Regions from separate parts of the Mus musculus genome. Here regions 2 and 3 are each linked to region 1. The links are chromatin contacts, called in public HiChIP or PLAC-seq maps. All regions are on one chromosome and are shown on one strand. Each heading gives the region's core, a stretch centred on a gene start, on an enhancer-like site or on the middle of the called end of the contact. The rest is flanking DNA. Distances are from core to core; before and after follow the strand shown.

What was found. HiChIP or PLAC-seq counts read pairs in DNA pulled down with a chosen protein or histone mark.
Region 2: a contact with region 1 is called in an H3K4me3 HiChIP or PLAC-seq map of bone marrow-derived macrophages, with 4 times the contacts expected there. The contact joins the enhancer-like site here to the promoter of Ptpmt1 in region 1. A contact is called at or near these places in 10 of 39 promoter capture datasets (the C10 cell line, the HPC-7 cell line, Sertoli cells and 5 more), 1 of 15 datasets of contacts at CTCF or cohesin (CD8 T cells), 18 of 484 Hi-C or Micro-C datasets (the AML12 cell line, CD4 T cells, the G1E-ER4 cell line and 14 more), 12 of 115 datasets of contacts at active chromatin or transcription factors (the SCID.adh cell line, bone marrow-derived macrophages, embryonic forebrain and 7 more) and 4 of 9 other capture datasets (adipose tissue, liver, macrophages and 1 more).
Region 3: an H3K4me3 HiChIP or PLAC-seq map of embryonic stem cells shows a contact between it and region 1, with 16 read pairs. The contact joins the enhancer-like site here to the promoter of Ptpmt1 in region 1. A contact is called at or near these places in 1 of 39 promoter capture datasets (the HPC-7 cell line), 3 of 115 datasets of contacts at active chromatin or transcription factors (the SCID.adh cell line and embryonic stem cells) and 3 of 9 other capture datasets (adipose tissue, liver and pancreatic islet).

The regions. Positions count from the first base shown.
Region 1 is chr2:90,916,157-90,920,191 of GRCm38.p6, reverse strand. Ptpmt1 (protein tyrosine phosphatase, mitochondrial 1) reads left to right here and starts at 2,142. Exons shown (of 5, transcript NM_025576.2): 1 at 2,142-2,480; 2 at 2,483-2,582; 3 at 2,683-2,763. The coding sequence starts at 2,206.
Region 2 is chr2:90,989,113-90,992,949 of GRCm38.p6, reverse strand. The region is part of intron 1 of Celf1 (CUGBP, Elav-like family member 1); the gene reads right to left. Among named protein-coding and RNA genes, the nearest start is that of Gm13777, 40 kb to the left of the region's middle. Within about 2 kb of position 2,564, at least 7 of the 459 cell types and tissues checked have an H3K27ac peak or open chromatin away from gene starts, as enhancers often do. A contact at or near this core is called in bone marrow-derived macrophages, where this site is marked.
Region 3 is chr2:90,820,941-90,825,098 of GRCm38.p6, reverse strand. It overlaps a transcript of Agbl2 not described here. Among named protein-coding and RNA genes, the nearest start is that of Mtch2, 24 kb to the left of the region's middle. Within about 2 kb of position 1,793, at least 15 of the 459 cell types and tissues checked have an H3K27ac peak or open chromatin away from gene starts, as enhancers often do. A contact at or near this core is called in embryonic stem cells, where this site is marked.

The sequences.
Region 1 (4,035 bases), core at 893-3,392:
AAAAAAAAGAAAGAAAGAAAGAAAAGAAAAGAAAAAGAAAAAGAGTTCCTTTGAAGGTAAAAATGTCCAAAAATTGCATAATGCTGATGACACAACCCCAAGAGTATATTAATACTCACTGAATTGTATATATTAAAGGGTAAATCAGGGCTGACAGGAAGTCTCAGGGGGAACAAGGTGCTTGCTACCAACACTGACAACCTGAGTTCCATCCTTGGAACCCACATGGTAGAAGAGAACAGACTCCTTCAAGTTATGTTCTGCCAAGCATCCTCCCTGATCCAACACACAAAAATAAATTTAAAAGCAGGTGCACGTAGATCCTATGGGTTATGAACCATATCTCAGGATGGCACGAAAAAGGTGTTGCCACTGAAGAGAAGTCAGACACGGTGGTCCCAGCTCCAGGTGGTCCCAGCTCCGGTGGTCCCAGCTCCGGTGGTCCCAGCTCCGGTGGTCCCAGCTCCGGTGGTCCCAGCTCCAGGAGGGCTGACATAGAACAAGTGTCATGTGTTTCAGTCCAATTTACTAGAGAGATGGCTTAGCACTTAAGAGCACTTGCTGCTCTTGGAGAAAAGTGGGGTTTAGTTCCCAGCACCCACATGGAAGGCTACAATATCAGCAACTGATATTCTAGGGGATCCAATACCCTCTTTTGGCCCCCCTGTGCCACTCTCTCTCTCTCTCTCAAAAAAGATATAATAATACTATTGGATCATTTATTTTTTTGAGACAGACATCTGGCCTGGAACTCTCTATATAGACCAGACTGGTTTTTAACTCAGAGATCAACCTGCCTCTGCCTCCTGAGTGCTGGGATTAAGGGGTGTGTCACCATGATGGCAGACTCAATTCTTACTATACTTTCCAATCCCCACACTGAAAATGGCATGTCTGCTTCACTTATCGATTTAAAGTAAATGGGCTATTTTTCCTTACCTTTTTTTTTTTTTAAGATTTATTTATTTTATGTATGTGAGTACACTGTAGCTGTCAGACACACTAGAAGAGGGCATCAGATCCCATTACAGATGGATGTGAGCTACCATGTGGTTGTTAGGAATTGAACTCAGGACCTATGGAAGAACAGTTGGTGCTCTTACCCTCTGAGCCATCTCTCCAGCTCTACACGTTCCATTTTAAATTTAATACTTGTTAATTCTTTGAGGATCTCATACATGTATTAATGCACTTTGATAAAATTCATCCCCACCCTCCAAACTCCTCTCAACCTACTCTTTCCTTCTTGGGTATTATTACGAGTATTTCTTTGATAAGAATAAAATATATCTCTTTTTTAAAAGGAGGAAAAAGATGACAGACAGTGGTAGCACATGTCTTTAATCCCAGAACTCAGGAGGCAGGGACAGGTGAATCTCTGAGTTCAAGGGCTGCCTGGTCTACAAGAGAGTTCCAAGACAGCCAGGGCTACACAAAGAAACCCTATCTTGAAAAACGAACAAACAAATCACCCCAAATCAAAACCAAAAAGGAGGGGAAAAGCAGCAGATACAGGTTAAGAGTATTTTCTTGTGGCTGGAGAAATATTTAAGCAGTTAAGAGCACTGGCTACTCTTCCAGGGAACCCTGGTTTGATTTCCAGCATTCTCCAGCTTTCTCTCCGAGTCACGCTCCAGTCCCATGGGTTCCAACATCCTCTTTGGACTCCTTGGACTTTGCACCCAGGTGATGTCATACAGGCAGGCAAAGCACCCAACACACACACTTTTTTTTTTTTTTTTTTTTTTTTGAGACAGGGTTCCTTTGTGTGTCCTGGAGCTAGCTACATAGCCAGTAGAAGACATTTAGGGCTTCATAGTGTGACCTGGTTTTAAAAAAGGAGAGGGGGGGGGGCGGGGAAAGACAGAGAGACAGAGAGACAGACACAGACAGACAGACACAGGGCAGTAGACCACCACCTAGGTTCAAGTTCAGGTTCCCTGCTCCCCCAAGAGCAGCTGACAACCACCGCTTTTTTTACAGGCAGACTCGGCTTCTCCAGGGCCTTCCCTGTTTAGAGGAGCCTCTCTGCTGAGCCTCCTCCTTAGTGATGGGTGCACTCCGGGGTCACGGCCCCTCCCTAAGGTCAGGGGTTGGAGAGCCGGCCCTGCTCCTTAGGCAGGGTCACAGTTTCACCCGATCTTGCCATTCCACTCCCTCCACCCGACCCCTCGCCGCGCCTCGCGGCGCCTCTCCTTTGGAGCCATGGCTCCTGTTCCGGGATCCCTCGGGCAGGGCCGGGACTCCGGGGACTCAGCTTCGAAGAGTCGGGAGGCATCAGGTGGCCCTCAGCTCTCGTCCTCCGCGTCCTTCTCGCGGTGGCTGGTCGCGAGCCCCGGGGCCGGTGGCTGGCCGCTGCGCCTGGCGGGGTGGGGCGCCTCGCCACTGCGCCTGGCGGGGTGGGGCGGGATGGCGGCCTCCGCGTGGCTGGAGGCCGGCCTGGCCCGGGTGCTCTTCTACCCGACGCTGCTCTACACAGTGTCCGGGGGAGGGTGCGCGGCCCGGCGCACCGCGACTGGTACCACCGCATCGACCACACGGTTCTGCTGGGCGCGCTGCCGCTGAAGAACATGACGCGCCGGGTGAGAGACCGCCGGGCCGGGCCGGGCCGGGCCGGGAGCGGGCCCAGGGCCTCTGCGGGCGCCCCGCGGCCCTCGCTGAGCCTCCTCTTTGCCTCGGCAGCTGGTACTGGACGAGAACGTGCGCGGGGTGATCACTATGAACGAGGAGTACGAGACCCGATTCCTGTGCAACACCTCGAAGGTGAGGACCCGGGCCCTCTGGCCTGGCTGGCCCAGCACTCGGGCCTGGGAAAGCTGGAGAAGCTAGGGGAAGAGGAAGGACGCCGTGGGTGACCTTGTCTCCGAGACCAGTGTTGGAGACCTAGTTGCCTTCTCAAGTTCTGTGTATGTGGGTCAAGCTCAAATGGCTGCAGGTGGAAAGACGCTGAAGCTGATAAGCCAGAAAGAAGTCTTGCGAGTCTGGAGACTCAGGTGGCAGAGGCAGGATCTTTTGAGCCCAGGAGTTCAATGTGTCCTGGCCATTGTCTAAAAAGAGCGAGCTAACCCGCTGTGGGTGGCTCACTCCTGGAATTTCAGCCCCCTTAAGGCAAGAAGTTGTTCCAGGCCAGCTTGGTGTATTGTATGTAGTGAGCTCTGGGTCAGTCAGGACACAGGACAAGGAAGTCCTGCTTCAAAATGGGGACGGGGGGTACAGTTCTTCATGCACAGAATTGTACATGTATATGCTACTTTTCCTTTGTTTGTTTATTTTGAGACAGGGGTCTTAAGTCCTGATCCGATTCTCCTGCCTCCACTTTCCAAGTACTGAGATTACAGGCATGTGCTAATACACCCATTTTGTATTTGTGATTTTGGTCACTAACCTCAGTAACTAAAATTGTGACTTGTGTGTGGTGGTTTGAATATGCTTGGCTCAGGGAGTGGAGCGAGAGAACCCTGACTAATACAATGTGCCTTGCTGATTTCATTCATTTCAACACATATTTTAGCATCAGGTTTGAATTAGTTATTGTAGCTTTGGAGACGAAGGCCAACTGTAAGAAAAGCATTTCTTTAAGAGTGTGGCTCATACCTGTTATGTTAGCACTTTGTGAGTGAAGGTGGGAAGATCAAGAACTTGAGACCAGCCACAGTGTGTGGTGAGGTGGAGGCCAGCCTGGGCTACATGAGCCTGTGTCTAAAAACAAAATCACAGATAAGAAAAGGGTACCCTCTTCCTGCCAGGCATAGTGGTGCACACTTTTAATCCAGCTCTCTGGAGACAGAGGAAGGCAGATCTCTGTGAGTTTGAGGCCAGCCTGATCTACAAAGTAAATTCAAGGTTAGCCAGAGCTACATAATGAAATTCTGTCTTGAAACCCCTGCTCCAAAGAAAATTATAAAAGAAGAGCACCCCTTATTATATATGCTATGTTAATAGTTATCATTGAGAATCTGCAGAGTGGGCTGGGGATGGATTTCAGTTGATAAACTGCTTGCCTGGGATACACAAAGCTCAGTGCAGAAGGCAAAC
Region 2 (3,837 bases), core at 1,315-3,814, 72 kb before region 1:
AAAGGGGGGAAAGGGGAAAGGGAGAGGAAAAAGTTAAGTTTCCCTGTAGGTTAATACCTCCAGGTAGAATATTCATCTAGCATGCTATAAACCAGGATTCAATCCCTAGCATGACTGAAAAAGAAGAAAAGGCCCAGTAAGCAATGTGCGTGTTGTGTGGGCATGGAAACCTGAGTTCAGATTCCCATACTCATTTAAAGAGATGGGTTTTGGGGAGCACTCTGTGACCCAGCACTGGGGAGCAGACAGACAGATCTCACTGGTCAGTCACTCTAGCTCAAACACTGAGCTTCAGAATCAGCAAAAGAGAGGAAGACATCTTGGCATCAATCTCTGGCCTCTACATGCACCCAAACAGTATGCACAGCCAAATACAACCCTGTGCTCACACACATACATACAGCCCTCAATAACTGTCAAAAGTTTTCATTATTTTGTCACTCACCTGTCATTAGTAGTTGATTTCCTCTTTGCTCATTATACAAATAGAAAAATTTCCAGTTACCCACCCATTTACCTTTTTAGCAAATATAAATTCACATAAAGTTAGCTACCTCCCAGTTTCAACAAGTCCCTAGCATATACTGTGCTATGGAAAGGAAGGTAGAAAGAGAATTCATGTAAATTTAAAGGGCTCAGAAAAAGGAGTCTGTGTTGCTGACCAGGTATTTTTCTTGTGAGAACAAGACAGAAAATGTATATGATGTATGGAAATAATTTTAGTTTGGATAAAGGGAGACCTGTCACTAGATACTAAATATAATTTAGAAGCAGACCTCTTCTTCCCTCAAGTTTGGAGAAAATGTCAAGGTTTTGATTTTGTAAGATCTCCCTCTAGCTGCCACCCTCAAAAACAAAACAAAAACAAAAACAAACAAACAAACAAACACGTTCTTACTATGGTGTCAGAATACCAACACCACCATCATATGGTTCTATGAAAGACTGAGCAACAATCTGCCTCAGAAAGTAATACTAAACAAGTGAAAACACTACACTCAACAAATTATTTAGCAAATATAAAAATTCTGTGTTACTTGGTATGGTGGCTAAGCATACCTTCAATTCCAGCACTATCAAAGCAGGAGGCAGACCTCTGTGAGTTCCAGGCCAGTATCTACCTTATGAGATACTGTCTCAAAACAAAACAAAACCAAAAACAAAACAGAAGATGTGGCTAATGACATGGCTTGATTTGGAAAAGGGGCATAGGCCAAGGATTTGAGATGAACTAGGAGAAATGATACATGGCATATAGGACTGAACACCTAAGAGCCATGAAGGACAGAGAAAAGAATAGCGAACTTTAGAAAGAAAGAAAATGCACATGGGAGTTAGAGAACAGAAATTAATAGACCAGCCAGGCGTGGTGGCGCATGCCTTTAGTCCCAGCACTCGGGAGGCAGAGACAGGCGGATTTCTGAGTTCGAAGCCAGCTTGGTCTACAAAGTGAGTTCCAGGACAGCCAGGACTACAGAGAAACCCTGTCTGGGGGGGGGGGAGAGTTAATAGACCAGAAGGAAGTGAAATGATTAGGAACCAAGATAGATAAAGAGGTAACTTTGACAGACTCAGAAGATGAATTTTCTGTGATACACAAAGAGCTTGGTGTTTATTTCAATCTAAGAAATCCTTTGTCTTCCCTTCCTTTTGCTTTTAAGACAGAGTTACACATATATAGGCAGGCCTTGGACTCCCTATGTTGCTGAGAATTATTCTGAACTCCCATTTCTCTCTCTAGTCTTTAGCTTCCAACTGCTAGGATTACAGATATGTACGACCATTCTCTGCTATCCTAAGTCTTAATTAAGAATTAAGAAAATGATCAGACTTTTCTTTTAAAAAAAAGTCCTTGGCAAGCCAGCTGAAACTGTGCACAACTGTAACCCCAGGACCTGGCAAGTCAAGGTGAGTGCATCATGAGCTTAAGACCAACCTGGGCTTAAGCTGACAGTCTCAAAAATAGAAACAAAATGAGCCAGGCACGGCAGTGCAAGCCTTTAATGACAGCACTCCTGAGGCAGAGGCAGGCAGGCAGGCAGGTAGGTACATATGAGTTCAAGGCTAGCCGTGTCTACATAGTGAATTTCAGGACAACCTGGGCTACAAAGTGGGCCTTGCACACCCCACTTCCAAATGTGTGCACGCATACATATATCAAAAGAAAAATCCTGGGAATAATTTAGAAGAAATAAATTAGGGTGGAGAGAGACTATGGAAACCAGGGGGAATCTCTATAAAGGTGCTGCCATTCTCACCTTTACATCATGATTCAGTAGGACGAGGAGCTTTAGGAACTCTGGGTGAGGGAAAAAAATGGAGTCATGGATTCTAATGTACACAATTTGGGAAATTGTTTTTCTGTAAGGAAGACATCAAACAAAGATATCTAATAGACAGGTTTAGAATCAAGTTAGGGGACTGAGGGCAGTTAAAGAATGTAGAGAGTCCTGAGAAACATAGAAGCTAAGAAAAGAGATTAATCAGTGAGAGAGCCAGAGGCTCAGGGCTCTTTGAACTCCGTTTCTTGAAGTGTAAGCAAATGAAAAGAGCTACCGGGAGATTTCACCATGACCAAAGGGAAGAAGCAGAGAGACATGAGCAGAACAGGAAACAGGGTATCTGGCCTCCCTGAGGCTTTTGGGACTCTTTCATCACTTCTGTGTTGCTAAAAAAAATTTTGTTTTTGAAAAATGATATACTGATCAATCACATTCCTAGACAAAATAATTTTAGTCACACACCCTTCTTTATAAGTTCCATTCTATCATATGTACCATTCATATGGGAGTGGGATCTAGTGACATGAAGTATATGCTACTCACTGATACCTGATCTAACCACCCCCTCCAAAAAAGAGTGTTGTGTTCAAGATTGACATCATTTGTCTTCAGCAAGCAAGTCCTGACCTCTCTCAACTGAGCTCCTCGTCTGTAGAATAGGGGCAAAAACCAAAGCAGTTAGCCTTATAAAGCTTTGCTGAAGACAGACCACAAAAACAGATGCAAATAATTTTGGATATTAGACATGACAACCTCTGGCTAATTCAAAATACCCACAGTAAATCCATTTATTTCAAACTTCAATGTACATTTAAAAACTACACATTATACTTAAAATACAGTCTTGAACCTTACTTTAACATAAAAATTAACCCGGATTTTAAAATTCCCAGTGATGTCCATGCAATGGTTCTGTCACAGATGTCATAGATAGAATCGTGGGTTAGTTTAACATCTTAGACAACTAAAGGAACTGGGCTGAGGTTGGTAGCTCAATAGGTAGAGTGCTTGGAAACCCCAAGTTTGAATCCCAGCATAAATTTTATATAAGCTGGAAGTAGAAGCAAATGACAGTCACATCGATTTAAGAGGCCAGCCTGGGATACATGAGACCCTTTATGTAGAAAGTAGAGAAGGAAAAAAAGGGGAGGGAGGAGAGGCCGTCTGGCTGGAGTGACCTCAGAACGTTTGTCTGCTCAGTGAGCTGATTTCTAGCACAAAAAGAAAAGGCCAAAGGAGGGAGGAGGAACACACTAGGAGGCTCAACAAAGGCAACAGCTACACAGAAGGAAACTGCTTAGAACACAAAGACAATCTGAGCCACAAACTCCAATCTTAGCCATCATATATTCTGAGATACAGGCACACTTCGTGTGCTAAATCTTGATAACACTGTAAATCATCCTTTTAACTATTGCTAAAAATATTTGGTAGCAAAGAACTGTCATTTTTAAAAAGCAAATTTAAATTACTATCTGGAGGACTACAGAGAAGGCATACAAACCATTTTAACAGAGTAATGTGGCTAACTTCAAAGCTCTCAAAACTATCTCAC
Region 3 (4,158 bases), core at 544-3,043, 95 kb after region 1:
GGGAAGGCGCACACCCAGTGAGACGCTGAGACCAAACTTGTTGTAACCACACAAGGTTTTAATGGCACACAAACAACGAAGGAGTGCTCAAACCAGCATACTGGGGTCAAGACTCATGCAGGGGGCAGAGGAGTTCGACCCCAGCCTGAACTTTTTACAGGCTTATAAAGGCAAAAATCATAAACCAAAAGGGAGGAGTAGAAAGAATTGGCGTGGTTACACATGATTGGCTTATTCAAACATCAGCGGGGAGATTATAAGTTAACATGGTAGTATGTGCCAGCTAAGGCGTAGGGAGGCACAAGGGCCTGGGACTTATCGAGGTCAGCAGGACACCTGGTTAATGTATGATTTATGGTGGGCTAGAGGGAGACGCCGCCCGGGAGGTGCTATCCTGCCAGATGGCCATTTAGTTGGCTTTGATGGCCCTGGTCAGTTCCTGCATTCTTTTCTTTATCTTTTATGGCCGGACGTTCCCAGCTACAGGGTGGGTCTGGCTGTGCCTGGACCCGCCTGGGTCTATTATTCATAACATTTAGCCCTGAATTTCTTGAACTTAGATACTACAATACTATAAGACCTAAAATTATAAATTTTTACTCTTCAATATAATTTAATAAAGTAAAATACTTTTTTATTCTGTTTTACTCTAGACAGGTTTCTCTGTGTAGTCTTGGCTTTCCTGGAATGCCCTCTGTAGACCAGGCTGGCCTTGAACTCAGAAATACAACTGCTTCTGCCTCCCAAGTGCTGGGACTAAAGGTGTGAGCCAGCACACCTGGCTAAAATGTTTCTCAACCATTTCACCATCATGAAACACAAACTTAACAAAGAAAGTTTAGAATTTGTCTGAATCTTCCTCCTACTCTGGTCACCCAGCACTGCTGAGGAAGATGGCGTCCTATTGGGGGTAGGAGGCTTGAAGCAAAGTGGGAGATGTGAAAGCTGAGGGTGCTGGAGCACCCGGAAGCAGAGGGTACGTTTCAGAGCAGCAAGCAATGCATCTGTAGTGGCCCGAAGGCGTGTTTTCCTGCAGCCTTCTTGGCAGGATAGGATAGGCACAGAGAAGACAGATGGCTGGGATGGATGGCTGAGCCAAAGTTGGGGAACTACCAGATGGAGGTGGTAGGAAGACAGAGGGCAAGGATGCTGGAGTGCTGGCAAGAGAGTGATTGACGTCAAGGCCATGGAGTTCAGCAGGATGGAGCAGAAAGGGGAGTGACTAGGGCTTGGGCGGGCTTGCTGAAGTGACCTCTGACTGATGGATACAATGCTCTAGGGATAGTCAGTTTGGGTGGTCATGAAGTGAGATAGGTTATGCTAAACCTGGTTGAACGGATCTGTACTCAAAGCAAACAAAGAGACCTGGCTACAACCAAGGACTGAAAAGACTGACCAGGGAAACCTTTGTGGCCTAGGCTGCAGAAGGACACTTTCTATAGCACCCTTGTGCAATATATAACTAACAGCAAAGAGCAGTGATCAAATGAGTGAGGTTTCACTGAGACCAAGGGACTCTCAGCAAAGTTCCACCTGCAGTCTCTTCACTTTAAAGATCTATTTTTTTATTTTCATTTTGTGTCTGTGTGGTTTGCATGTATGTATGTATGTATGTATGTATGTATGTATGTATGTATACATGTGTACAGATCCTAAAGATTTGAAATTACAGCTAATTGTGAGCTACCACATAGGTGCAGGGAATTGAGCCACAGTCCTCTGTGCTCTAATTCACTGAGTCATCTCTCCAGCCCCTGTAGTAACTTCACTTTAAATCTCAGGAAGACAGCCCAACCCAGTGGCACAGACCTGCAATCCCAGAAATCAAGAGATGGAGACAGAAGAATCAGGAGTTCAAGGTCAGCCTAGGCCTTTTTTCAAGCAAATGAACAATAACAAAAGGGAGCCGGAGATATACCTTAGTTGCTGTGGTGGTTTGAATGAGAATGACCTCTGTGGGCTCATAGATTTGAATGTCTGATGGAGAGGGTAATGAAAAAATAGGAGATACGCCTTTGTTGGAGGATGTGTGTCACTTGAGGTGAGCTTTGGGGTTTCAAAATCCCACACCAGGCCCAGTCTTCATTTCTTTCTCCCTCAGGCTTGTGGATTCAATGAAAGCTTTCAACTACTGCACCAGTGTAATGCTTGCCTGCCTGCTGCCATGCTGGTCATAGACTAACCCTCTGAAACTGTAAGCGAGCCCCAAGTAAATCCTTTCTTTTCTTTTATTTATTTATTTATTTATTTATTTATTTATTTATTTATTATATGTAAGTACACTGTAGCTGTCCTCAGACACTCCAGAAGAGGGAGTCAGACCTCGTTAGGGATGGTTGTGAGCCACCATGTGGTTGCTGGGATTTGAACTCCTGACCTTTGGAAGAGCAGTCGGGTGCTCTTACCCACTGAGCCATCTCACCAGCCCCAATCCTTTCTTTTCTAAGCTGCTTTCATCATGGAACAGTAATTAAAACAGTTGAGTAGGTGTCCTTTGCCTAGCATGCATGAGGCCTAAACTCAATCTCTAGCATCAGATAAACCCTGCTTGGTGATACATGCCTATAATCCCAGCAGAAGAGGCAGGAGGGTCAGAAGTTCAAGGATGGAATAGAGAGATGGCTTTGCTGTTGAGTGCTTGCTTTGAGATCATAAGGACCAGAGTTCAGATCCCAGGACCGGCAACAAACCAGATATTCTGTACACACCTGTAATTCCAGACCAGCAAAGGGTAGAGAGATGACATTTGATAGGGCAAGCAGAGAAAATGTGAGCCTCACATTCAAGGAGAAGCCCTTCCTCAAAAGAATAGGTTAGATGCTGGTCATGGCAACGTACCTCTAGCCACAGCTCCTGGAAGCCCTACACTGGCACTCTCTCTGAGTTCAAGGCCAGCTTAGTCTATGTGTGAGTTTCAAGCCAGAGAAGTATATAATGAGATCCTGTCTCCAACAAACAAACAAAAAAGCAAAATAAAACAAACAAAAACAGCCGGGCAGTGGTGGCACACGCCTTTAGTCCCAGCACTTGGGAGGCAGAGGCAGGCGGATTTCTGAGTTCGAGGCCAGCCTGGTCTACAGAGTGAGTTCCAGGACAGCCAGGGCTATACAGAGAAACCATGTCTCGAAAAACAAACAAACAAACAAACCAAACCAAACCCTCCAGGTTGGGAAGGGAGCTACCCAATTGCTCTGGGTCTTTACTTGCTATGCATTTGTTCTATGTGTCTGTGTGTGAGAGTGGATTTGCACACATGATGGGATGGGAGTGTGGCTATGATCGCTCTCTTTCTCTCTCTCTTTTTAAAAGATTTATCTATTTGTTTGTTTGTTTGTTTATTTATTTATTTATTTATTATATGTGTGTATACTGTAGCTGTCTTCAGACACTCCAGAAGAGGGCATCAGATTTTTGTTACGGATGGTTGTGAGCCAACAGGTGGTTGCTGGGATTTGAACTCAGGACCTTTGGAAGAGCAGTCGGCGCTCTTAACCGCTGAGCCTTCTCACCAGCACCTCTTTTTTTTTTTTTTTTTAAGATTTATTTATTTATATGAGTACACCGTAGCTGTCTTCATATACCAGAAGAGGGCATCAGATCCAGGTGTTCTGAATTCCGAGCTGGGAATGCCTGAACCACAGTGCAAGATGTCTGGCTGGCCTGTGTGTGCTAGTTTGTGTTTGCTACCTAAGCACAGGGCCAGGAACAGTGGTTATGTGCTGTTGTACTTAGCACAGTTCAGAAGTCACTCACGGCTCCACGCATTCTTACAACTGACAGAATTAGTGGGAAAACCCCATCTTGGGTAGACAGGCATGGTGGCCCTCATAGGCTCATGTATTTGAATGCTTAGGGAGTAACATTAGAAGATATGGCCTTTTTGGAGTAGATGTGGCCTTGTTGGTGGAGGAAGTGCATCACTTGGGTTGGGCTTTGCAGTTTCAGAAGCCCAAGCCAGGCCTACAGCTTTTGCCACCCCCCACTCTCCATGGATTTACATGTAGAACTCTCAGTTCCTCTCCAGCACCATGTCTGCCTGCATGCTGGCATGCTTCCTGCCATGACGACAAAGGATTGAACCTCTGAACTGTAAGCCAGCCCCAGTTAAATGCTCTCATTTATAAGATTTGCCATGGTCGTGGTGTCTCTTCCCAGCAA